Regions from separate parts of the Ovis aries genome. Here region 1 is linked to region 2. The links are chromatin contacts, called in public Hi-C maps. All regions are on one chromosome and are shown on one strand. Each heading gives the region's core, a stretch centred on a gene start, on an enhancer-like site or on the middle of the called end of the contact. The rest is flanking DNA. Distances are from core to core; before and after follow the strand shown.

Region 1 (5,487 bases), core at 722-3,221, 75 kb after region 2:
TAGCAAGAGGGGTACTCTTTCTACCCTCTTCTGATGTCTATGTCAGAAGCTTTCTCTATCTCCTTTATACTTTAACAAAACTTTATTACACAAAAGCTCTGAGCGATCAAGCCTCATCTCTGGCCCTGGATTGAATTCTTCTCCTCTAGAGGCCAAGAATCCTGGCGTCTTTGCGTGGTTCAACAACAACCTTTCACAACCAAAGGGACTTCAACTGATTGGGTGAGGCCCATCTGTTTTCCAGAGGATAATCTGCTTTACTCAAAGTGTACTGATTCAAATGTTAATCACATCTAAACAATATGTTCACATATATATCCATATATACATATGTGTGTATATGTGTGCTTAGTCGCTCAGTCATGTCCAACTCTTTGCGACCCTTTGGACTGTAGCCTGCCGGGCTCCTCTATCCATGGGATTCTCCAGGCAAGAATACTGGAATGAGTTGCCATGCCCTTTTCCAGGGGATCTTCACAACCCAGGGATCAAACCGTGTCTGCTGTGTCTGTTGCATTGCAGGTAGATTCTTTACCCATTGAGCCATCAGGGAAGTCTCTCTCTCTCTCTCTCTCTCTATATATATATATATATACACACACACACACATATGTATATACATATATCAAGCCCCCATACATATATATATATGCTGCTGCTGCTAAGTCGCTTCAGTCATGTCCGACTCTGTGCAACCCCATAGACAGCAGCCCACCAGGCTTCCCCATCCCTGGGATTCTCCAGGCAAGAACACTGGAGTAGGTTGCCATTTCCTTCTCCAATGCATGAAAGTGAAAAGTGAAAGTGAAGTTGCTCAGTCGTGTCCTACTCCTAGCGACCCCGTGGACTGCAGCCCACCAGGCTCTCTGTCCATGGGATTTGCCAGGCAAGAGTACTGGAGTGGGTTGCCATTGCCTTCTCTGTGTGATCTTGCAAAGGGACTCAAAACAGTGAAGGCAAGTGACAAAGGAGGGCTTGTGATCAAAGAAACAAGCTCATCAGGAAGCACAATTTCAGGCTAGGGCTGTCCACTCACACAGTGGGCCGCGTCTGCTGCTGGAAAGCAGGATTCTGCTTCATTTTCTTAATGATATTTTTTTTGATGTGGACCATTTTAGAAGTTTTTGTTGAACTTGTTGCAATATTGCTTCTGCATGTGGGACTTTAGTTCCCTGACCAGAGATCGAACCTGCACCCCATGCATTGAAAGATGAAGTCTTTTAAATTTTTATTTATTTGTTTATTTTTGGCTGCGCTCAGTCTTCATTGCTCTTCAGGCTTTTCTCTAGTTGCAGCAAGGAGGGGCTACTCTCTAGTTGTGGTGCATGGGCTTCTCTTGTTGCGGAGCACAGGCTCTAGAGCACAGGCTCAGTAGTTGTGGCACACAAGTTTAGTTGCTCTGCTGCATATGGGATCTTCCTGTACCAGGGATTCAACCCATATTCCCTGAATGGCAGGCGAATTCTTTACCACTGAGCCACCAGGGACGCCCAGAAGGCAGTCTTAACCAATGAACCCCCAGGGAGTTCCCAGAATTCTGCTTTTGATGTTGTATTTGATATGCACACAGTTAGCTCGCATGGGTGGAGAAGTTCTCATCCGGCATCTTCATCCGGGCTCACACCAGCCAGGACACCCAAACAACACACACACTCTGCAGATGGGCGGATGCTGCCTTGGAGTGTGGGTGACCAGACCCCAGTTCCCTGCCTCACTGTTCTCTTTTCCTAAATCTGGTTTCCACCCCTTTTCAGATTGCTTTCCACGTCCTTCTATCATGCATGTGTAAAGTCTATTCACAACTTTATCAAAACATCTCTTTGGGGAAAAGTGAGCTTGGGAAGAAAGTGTGAACGTTGAGTCCTGTTTTTCCAAAAGACTCTCCATCTGCACCCCCACTGGACGCAGAGTCATTTTCACGAGCTGCTTGGGAATTTCCTGTTTATTTACCCGGACTTCCAGACAAACCGGAACTCCGGCCCCGCCTCCCCCCACTGCAGTCAACTTGGCGCAAGGAGATGTCTGGGCCGGGGAGCTAAGAGTGACTCACCTCAAACTTTCCCACCCCAGCGGCCCCTGCCCACCGTGGACTGCAGCAGATGGAGGCTCCGGGCACCTGGAATCAGAGGGAAACCCGCACAGGACACCTTCCAGCAAGAGAGAGGAGACAACCAGATCTCAGCCTGGAACAGAGCAGGCCTGTCGCCCCTCTATCCTCCCTGCCGCAGAATTGGGGGGTGGCTGTGGAGGAAGAACTATACCCCCCTTTCAATGGCTAAGTCAGAGGTCTCTCTTGGTAACAGTCACATCGCACTTGAAAATATGTGGGTTATTTTCAAATATCTTTTGATATTAATTTCTAATATAATTTCACCGTGATAAGAGAACAGACTGTATGATTTCATCACCTTTAGACCAGGAAATTTTTGCACCTTGTTTTACGCCCCTGGATATGTTCCAGTGTCTCCTGATTTATAGTCTATGGGAACTTGAATAGAATTTGTATCCTGCTGTTGTGTGAAAATTGTATAGATCTTTATTGTATTGAATTGGTTCATGGTGCTTTTCAGATCTAACTATATGCTTCTACTTCTCTGTCTTTTCTTTCTATTAATTTTTTGTGAGTCTGATATTGAAACTCCAGTTAAAAATCTTGATTTATTTACTTAAAAAATAATTGTAATATGTAGTGGAACTATATGTGACTTTGTTCTGTATTTTCCAAGTTTCCTGTAAATGTTATCATACTTTCATAATTTAAAAAAGAAGAAAAAAGAAACGTGCCCCTGAGATGGGCATAATGTGTACACAGGAGATCCCCAGAGAGACCAGAGACACCTCCCTGGGCAGACATGCTAGCAGGCATGGACATGCACATGTGCACACACATGCGCACGCGCACACACACACAGAGGCACTCATTCCCCTCAGCCAAGGCCTCCTGTACACTCACTTCCTTTTCCTTCCATGAAGGCCACATCACAGCCAAGCTTGTGGCTGCCCTGCCAGGCCTGACATTGGTAGTCTTTTCTCTCGGAGGCTTGCAGGCAAGACCATCAGACATGCCAGCCTCACCCCTACATCCACCCTGGGGGCAGGGAGAGGGTTGTAGCAAGGGTTGGTCCCTTCCCTGCTGCTGCCCCTCCCCTTGCCTGTGGCCTCTGAGCCCATTTTGAGCCCCTGCTGCTCTGCTCTGCTATTTCTCAGACTTTAGTAAGTAATTCCACAGTTAGGAGGGAGCAGCCTCCATGGTCCAGGGCTGCAGAGGCCAGGAGGTAGATGGTCTCTCGGAGTATGAAGCCATAGGGCCCTCAGCCTGCGCGTCCTGGGTCGCCCTTCCCCCAAGCCCCACCAAGCTCACCCTGCCCACAGGCCTGTGGCTGGCCGAGCAGTCCAGTGACGGGTGATTAGCAGTGGCAGGTTCTCAATTCTTTCCTTTCTCCCAGGTTGATTTCCATCTCAAGAGAAGTCCCAAGATTCAGAGGATTCAGATAGGAAGAGAGATGAATTCTAGGAACGGAGTTTTTGTGATGGTTTAACGTCAACATAAGCAGAGATGGTCCTTCTCCCACCTCTGTGCCTGGGTAGTTGAAGAGGACACCTGTCCCTCAGGTCACTAAGCTGCGCTTGCCAGAGAAAATCCTGACGCCCACATGCTGTGGTCTCAGTTTCTATGTGACAACCCTGCACCCACAATTCCTACCTTAAGCCCTAATCTCCTAGGTTATGGGATGAAGAGGGGGCCTTTGGGAGGTCATGAGGGTGGGGTCTTCATGAATGGGATTGGTGTCCTCTAAGGACAGCACAGAGGAACTTCCTTGGTGGTCCAGTGGCTAAGAGTCTGGCTCCCAGTGCAGAGACTGGGGTTTGATCCAACATGACACGTCGTGCGGCGTGGCCAAGGATAAATAAATAAATAAAATACTAGGAAGTGGGCTCTCACCACACATGACCCTGCTAGCACCTTGATCATGGGACTTCCCAGTCTCCAGAACCATGAGAAACAAATCTCTGTTGTATACAAGCTGCTCAGGCTCTGGAATTCTGTTCTAGCAGCCCCAACAGATTACTGCTGTTGCTGCTGCTAAGTCGCTACACCAGTTAAATTTGAGTGGAAAATCAATGGAAAGCTGTTGTTAGTGTAAGTATGTTCTAAATATTGTCTTCATCATTGATAAGAAATTCAGATTCAACTGGGTATCCTACATTTTATTCTTTCTAATCTGGCCACCCTACCCAGACCTTCTGTCTGAGGTTCGTTTCTCCTCCAAGAAGCAGCTGACTGGCAGATGCGTGCAGCCCTCTTCCCTCAGGCCCTCTGCCCTGCCAGGGGTCGCTCCTGGTGGGTCCTGCCCCTTTGTCAGTCCTCCCAGCCCTGCTGTTCTTCATTCTGCCCAGCTGGCCCTCCCCACCCCGTCCGGCCCTGAGCCTCCGGGGACTGGCCTCCAGTGCTCCTGAAAGGTGTGCACCCTAGCCGTCCCTCTGTCCCTGCTGTCCCCTGGCCTTGCCTCCAGCTCCTCCACCCTCTCTGGGCCTCTCCTCCAGCAAAGGTCCACCGAGCACTTTCTCAGCTCCAGGCCAGGTAGAGCGGGGAGCAGTGGGGGGAAGCAGCACTCCAGGGCCCAGGCCATCTACAGGGTTTGCAGAGGGCCTTCTCCTTGCTGTGTTCTCACATGGGGGGAGGAGGGAGGTGGAGAGAGGTGGAAGGAGAGGGAGAGAGGTGGAAGGACAGAGAGAGAGAAGCAGCTCTGGCCTCTTCTTATAAGGACCTTAATCCCATCACAAGCTCCTCACCCCCATGACCTAATCACCCCAGAGGTCCCACCTCCAAATGCCATCATATTGGGGCATAGAATTTCCGCATATGAATTTTGATGGGGACCCAAATATTCTGTTCATCACTATCTGTAACAGAAAGCAAAGACAAAGGAGCATCGCAACTATTACCCGACCACTTTCAGGAGACAGGGATCCCCAGCAAGCGTTCTTCACAGCCAGGTTCTGCTCAGGGACCCGCTGCCCTCTCCTGAGGCATGATTTTCACCACCCATCCTTGGGCATCTGGGAGTCCAGGGCATCCACAGGAGATGAAACCCAATGGGTTTCATCCATGGTCACAAAGCACCTGCCATATGGCTGCCAGAATCACATTACCTGCAGCAGGAAATAAGCACAAGCATTGACCAAGTGGGAAAGGGCCCTAGGGGTGTTTTTGGAGGGTGGAAGTGGTGGTGGTGCTGCTGCTGCTGCTGCTAAGTCGCTTCAGTCGTGTCCGACTCTGTGCGACCCCATAGACGGCAGCCCACCAGGCTCCCCCGTCCCTGGAAAGTGGTGGGGAAGAGCCTTCAAAAAATATTCAAAGGTTAAAGCTACTTTTATTTATTTATTTTTTTTTTAATTTTTTTTTTATGTTTATTCTTTTTTTTTTTAAATTTTAAAATCTTAATTCTTACATGCATAAAACATTTTTCCTTTAGAGGCAGTGAT
Region 2 (6,393 bases), core at 588-3,087:
ACTGATTGTGACATGTGGTGAGACTGCAGGAACAGTCTGAATCATTATTTGGTCAGAACACAAATCTCTTAAATGTCATCAATACAAGTTGCCTGGGAAAAGAGAGATTACTTCCTGCCAGTAGGAGACCCTCTTAGAGGAGGAGTCTGACCCAGTGGCCCAGTACAGAGCCCCACCGCTGCAGAGCACACTGTGTGGTCTTCGCAGGGGGCGCCCACCAGTGAGCTGGAACTTTAGGGTTTTAGTCACAGATTCCCAGGGAGCCCAGACGTCCACACCAGTTTACAGGTCACCACAACATGCAACCCAAAACGCGTTTGTCCTTGGTGACCTGGAAAGTTTTTTCTACCCAAGCCCCAAGATAATTTGGTGTGAAATGGCTGCTCTTAATTTTGTGCGCCGAACGACTCTGTCCCACCCACCCCTCTTCTCTGGTCCGAGGGATCCAGTGCCTGGGCTGCCCTCCTTCCACTCTCCCCGCGCGGGCAGCTAACACGTTTGAATGTCCATTAAGGGCTGCAGACCCCGGCCGGTCTCTCCAGCCAGGGGCTTGCTGCGCTCGGCTTCAAGCCTCTAGCCTCTAAGCTGATGGCCTAGGCCTGGAGAAGGGCGGTGGGGTGATCTCGGAGACAGCGAGGGTGAGGGCGCCGGCGAGAGCCAAGGGCAAGTGGGCGGGGCAGGGCAGGGAGCATTTCCTCTGCGGGGCCAGGCAGCGGGCGGGCGGGGCGCTGTGGGCGGGGCCCGCGCAGTCGGTGGTGTCGGAAGCCTCCCCGGCGGCGAAAGAGAGGGGCAGCCGGGAGAAGTTGGCAGCGGGCCTGGGGAGGGGAGGCAGCGGAAGGGGCCCCGCGTTCCATGAGCAGCGGCGCCAGCGCCCCGGCACGTAGTTCACTCCTGCGAGCATGGGACGCGATGGGCACGTCACCCACGCCGCCAGGCTAACCACCAGCCTGGTGCCAGTCCGCCTCCGGTTGACCCAGGCTCAAGGGCGGTGCGGCCGTTCCCAGTTCCCGGCTGCCCGGGACGATCGGGAGCTCCAGGTCCCTCCCGTCAGTGCATCCCCTGCCCCACCCGAGACCCCGCTCCCTGCTGGGCCGCGCCGAACACCGGGCTCGGCAGGGGAGGAGCTTGCAGCGGGCGAGCGGCCCGAATCTTGGGGCGCGGCCGCCCAGGAACCCAGCTTCGGCGGGGTGCGGCGGGGTTGTTCCGAGCTGGCCAGAGCGGACACGCCTCCGAGCTGGGCACCTCGCTCGGGAGGGGAAAGGGAGAAGCGGAGGCGAGCCCCGCAGGGCGCGCCCACCCGGCGCACGGCAGAGGCGGGGCGGGAGGGACAAAGGGGCGCCCTCCTGAGCGCTCGCCTCCGCGCCGGGGTTCAAGGCTGTCACCGTACAAAAGCTCCAGCAGGAAAATACCCCGCGGGGTCCCAGCCGCTGAGGGGTGGGGGAGCGACCCGCGCGGCCACGCCCCAGCCTGCCGCCCTCGGACGTGGTGCGTCAGCGTGCCCGGCTCACGGCTCTAATTTCCGCCCCTCCTCCCGCCGCCAAGGGGGCACGCCCATTGGCACGCGCAGGCCCCTAGGCCGAGTGGGAGTCTCTCACTGTGAGGATTGGCCGGGCCGCGTACCCGCGAACCAATGGCGCCAGTCCTTGTCCTCGACCACGCCCCTTCCCCAGAGGCGGGCGCGCGACCGCTCCATCCCGCCGGTGCGCGCTCCAGGATCCCCGCCCCCTCCGCGTGCGCGGCTCCCCGCGGCCGCCGCCGCCGCCTGTAACCTGCGCCGCCAGGATGTGGCTGGGGGCTGACGTCGGGTCCAGATGTGGCCCCGGCCCCGCCCACCCCCGGAGCCGGGCCGCCCACACCGAGCCGCGGCGCGCACGGCTGCTGTCCCGCCTGCCACAATGCGCGGCGAGGCTGCGGCCGCGACTTGGCGCGGTCGTCCCTAACGTCGCCGCTCGGCATCCTTAGGACAGGCCGCCCCTGACGTCGCGTGGGGATCCCACTCGCCCGCGCCCCCCATGCGTTCACTCTTCGGAGCCCAGCCGGGCGGGCGCCTAGTAGACGCGGAGCCGCGCGGGTGACGGCAGAGGCGGCTGCGCGCCCAGCCCAGCCCGCGGAGAGGGCGCGCCTCGCCCCCGCCCCCCGCCCGCTCTCCGGAGGCCGTGGGTGCGGATGCGCCGCTGACGACTCGCAGCAACCAGCAGTGCCGCCCGTCCGCCGGCTGGATCCCGCAGCATGGCAGCAGCCGCCTATGTGGACCACTTCGCCGCCGAGTGCCTCGTGTCCATGTCGAACCGCGCGGTCGTGCACGGGCCGCGGGAGGGGCCGGAGCCCGGACCCGAGGGCGCGGCCACTGTCGCCGCCACGCTGCCCCGCGTCGAAGAACGCCGCGACGGCAAGGACAGTGCCTCGCTCTTCGTAGTGGCGCGGATCCTAGCGGACCTTAACCAGCAAGCGCCGGCGCCCGCCCCGGCGGAGCGCAGAGAAGGCGCCGCGGCCCGGAAGGCGAGGACCCCCTGCCGCCTACCACCGGCGCCGCCACCCGCCCCCGAGCCCGCCTTCCCCGGCGCCAGTGGCGCGGCGGCCGCGCCCCTCAGCCCGGCGTGGAGCGAGCCCGAGCCCGAACCCGAGGCGGGGCTGGAGCCCGAGCGAGAGCCGGGGCCCGCGGGGAGCGGCGAGCCCGGCCTCAGACAAAGGGGCCGGCGGGGCCGAAGTCGCACCGACCTCGAGTCCCCGCAGAGAAAGCACAAGTGCCACTACGCGGGCTGCGAGAAAGTTTACGGGAAATCCTCGCACCTCAAGGCGCACCTGAGAACTCACACAGGTCAGTGGGGCGGCCCGGGAGCCCCGAGCAAGCGATCCGGGGCCAGTGCTAGTCGCCCAGCCACGCCCCCGGAGCCACCAGCTGGGTGCGAGGGCGATCGGGCCGGGAACGGTCGGGGCCTCGCCCCTTTCCCCGTGGCTCTGGGCTGCGGGCGACACTGCGCGCCGCGCGAAGCGGGTCTGTGCGCTGGGAGCCGGCACCCGCCCGGCGACCGCGCCCCCGCCGGGCACGCCCCCTCCTCCGGCGCGCTCGGGCGGGGCCGCGGGGGCGAGTGTCGTCATCGGGCCCCGGGGCGGGGACCCCGCCCAGGCCCGGGGGCGCGCGGGCAGGTGCGGGCGAGCTGGATGGGGGTCGCAAGTGGCACCCGGGGAGATTGGCGGCCCGGACGCCCGGGAGCCGCGGGGAGCGGGTGTCCTCTCCTGGCCCCTCCCCCGTCGGTCGGGCGCGCGCTCAGCAGGGGCGGGCCCGGCCCGGGCGCGCGGCGGGCGAAGTTCACGCGGGGACAGGGCTTTCTCCAGCCACTCGGCACATTCTTCGCTCTCCTCTTCCTGTAATTTTTCCAGCGTTCTAAGGTTTAATTTGTCGAAACCGGAGCCAGAGGCTGCCGACGCGGGGGGCGGTCCCGGGTCCTCGTCCGGGGCTCTTTGTGGGAGCCCCGCCCATCCGGCCGGCGGGGGCGCGCCAGACCCAAGGGGCTCCTTGGGGCCGGGGCGCTGTCTCCCGAAAGGAGCGCACTGCCTTCTGGCCGCGGATCTGCGTCGCCTTCCTCCCGGCCTCGCTCTCACCTGCCGGGGCCGGATGCGGGCGGGCAGCACCTGCACGGGGGCGGGTGGCGGGAGCTGACATTCTAGGAGCCCCAGACCGCCGCCCGCCCCCCACCCCAGGGCAACATTTTCCTCTCGCGGGCCCAGGACTTTGTCGTAGATTGCTCTGTGGTTGTTTTTTGTCTTTTAACACAAAAGTGGAAACAACCTTTCAATGGATGGCATGCTTTCTCTCCCAGTTTGGTTTAAAGAATTGTGTATTTCCTCTGAGCCCACGCGAACTCTTCTGGACACAAGTCTTCCACTTTGGGGACCGGTTCAAAACTCTCATACCGTTAACCTTGTTTCAAAAGTTGAGGCGTCTCATTTGTCAAACAGTTCACAAGCTGATTAAATGACTGATTTAAAAGCCGCAGTTTTCAAGAATCTAGAGCTGAAAAGCTTTTTCTCCGGATAAATTTGCAAATGAACTGCCCCACGGGCTGCAGGTGTCAGGAACCGCGTATCTCACGAACTGCACCTCCCACGCCGGCCCCGCATTTCTGGTCCCGCGCTATGACCGCTCAAACAGCTTGGTGGGGTCGCGGGTGAAGGCGGGGCCATTTCTAGGCTGAGTCAGAATTCGGGCTGTGTGGACTCGGAGGTGGGGACGTTGTTGCAAGAGTGGGTGTGGTCGTGGGGGAGGGGCCACGCTGTATTCTGAGCGAGGTGGACCCCGTCACCTGGTAGCCGGGCCGCGTTTGATTTGTGGCTGGAGTTGAGCACTCGGTTGAGAGCCAGGCCAGTACCGAACAGAGGAGTGTATTGGAAAAGCTTTCTGAATCCTGTGTTACTGTGGCTTCCCAACCCGGTAAAGAGTCTGCCTGCAGTGCGGGAGACCCGGGTTCGATCCCTGGATCGGGAAGATCCCCTGGAGAAGGAAATACTCCAGTATTCTTGTCTGGAAAATCCCATGGACAGAGGAGCCTGGTCAGTTACAGTCCATGGGTTCGCAAACAGTCGGATACGACTGAGCGACTTCTCTTTCTTTCCCAACCCGGCAGCACCCGGTAGCCAGATTCGCGAATTGCGGAGGGATCGGCCCCGGGGCGGGGCTCGCCCGGGCCTCCGGCTGGGGCTGCCTTCCGGATTGCCTCAGCCCCCTGGTCCAGGCTGCCTGTGCCCTGCGCGGCACGGGGCAAGATGGCTAGATGTTTAGGGCAGGGGCGCTAGGAACCCGCGCCTTCGCAGTGGGGCGGAAGCCGGCCTCTCCGGGGTGCCTGGAAGCCAGAACAGGATGAATCCATTCTTTGGCCTGCAGTGTGCTAGTCTGTTCATTTTTAGAGCAGGGAGCCGGCTCCGCCTTCCAGGTGTGCAGAAACTCGAATCTCTGCCTCCAGAGCAGATCTCCAAGTCAGGAGTGCACAGGGTCCCTTGGGGCCTTTGGAAATGTAGGTTCCTAGGTCCCAGATGCTGACTGAAGTTTAAGGGGTCCCTCCAGGTGCATCTGCTTATGAACTAAGGACCTACCTATGGCTCAGGGCACCTTCAGGAAGCCTGAGCCCAGGTGTGCAGAGCATAAGTAACTGGTGATCATAGAGGGCATAGGGGCAGCCCACAGAAGGGAGAGGCTAGGCAAGCTAGCTGCAGGGGCTGACCCAGAGGCGATTTGGGAAGACCCAGGAGGCAGACCCTGGTTTGTGGGCTCCCAGAGTGTTCTGGTAGGGAGTGTCTCTGCAGGCAGTGACTCAGGTCACGCTAGGCCTTTCAAACTGTTAGGGACCCCCTAACAATAGTGATTGTATGGTGGGGGGGGGAGCATGAATACTAATATGACTTTAGCCAAGGAGGCAGTTGGAAGCTTGCTTTGCCTAGCTCTGTAACCAGGGACTGATTCCCATTACTCCCTTGACCACCTGGAAGGTCTGCAGGAAACGGGTGTGCATATGTGAAAATCCTCTGGGAGGTCCTAAGGTCAGCTTTGACTTCGATCTCCCACCACCACCCAGACCAACTACATGCAAAGAGCCACCTGTCCTGGTTAGCTGTGTGGCAGTGTGGTCCCCTGTTACATCCCCCACTGGTCATCCTCAGGACTGATGACCCTCTGTCACCTTTAGGTAACTGGTGTTAGAGCATGCGCATGCTAGAACAAAACACACGATCATCTTTGCAACTGAATCCCCTTACTGTTTGGTTGATCATAACTTCCCAGCTCAGACCTGGGAAGTTTGCTTAACCTCACTCTGGGGACTCCCTAAACCAGGAGCAGATTTTCTTGGAGTCTGAAGGGCTTTGATTTGAAAATTTAAGGACTTGGAGAAGGAAAGCACTGGATCCCTCTGAGGACACCCCCAAGCCCTCCTACCTGGCAACGTCACACATGTGAGGGTTCCTGCCTGCTGGGCTTAGTGGAGCTCAGGCAGAGTGGGCCCGGGTTTTCTTGCCAGACACATCCTGGATCCATTCTTCCCTGTGGGTTCTCACAAACGATTGTTTTCAGATAACCTTTGTACCCTATTTGCCCTCCAGCTCCAGCAGCCAGAACCTCTCCTTGCACCCTGGACTGGGCCGTCTCAGCAGATCTGGGGGCCTGGCTAGAAAGGTGGATCTAGCCCCGCCTCCTATGGTCCCAGAGTTAGTTGCTCCTGCTCACCTGGCCTGTGTGGGATGGAAAGTAGAGAAGGTTGCATTGTCTCAGCCATTTCCTGTGATCACTTGGGGCAGGGTTTGTTTAAAATTTATCTTGACCCCCTGAACAGGGGATTTGATTCCCAGGGCCATGACGGGGGCCAGGATTTATTCCTAACTCTCCCCTGACTTGAGCTCTGG

Evidence for each region. Hi-C and Micro-C count contacts between places; a contact is called where the count stands out from the background.
Region 1: a contact with region 2 is called in a Hi-C map of tail adipose tissue, with 2.4 times the contacts expected there. The contact joins the enhancer-like site here to the promoter of KLF13 in region 2. A contact is called at or near these places in 3 of 16 Hi-C or Micro-C datasets (mesenteric adipose tissue, muscle and tail adipose tissue).

The regions. Positions count from the first base shown.
Region 1 is chr18:25,516,605-25,522,091 of ARS-UI_Ramb_v3.0, forward strand. LOC121817094 (a long non-coding RNA gene) reads left to right here. Exons shown (of 2, transcript XR_006056833.2): 2 at 1,755-5,487. Among named protein-coding and RNA genes, the nearest start is that of KLF13, 76 kb to the left of the region's middle. Within about 2 kb of position 1,972, at least 8 of the 54 cell types and tissues checked have an H3K27ac peak or open chromatin away from gene starts, as enhancers often do.
Region 2 is chr18:25,441,574-25,447,966 of ARS-UI_Ramb_v3.0, forward strand. It overlaps KLF13 (KLF transcription factor 13), which reads left to right and starts at 1,838. Exons shown (of 2, transcript XM_004018077.4): 1 at 1,838-2,818. The coding sequence starts at 2,230.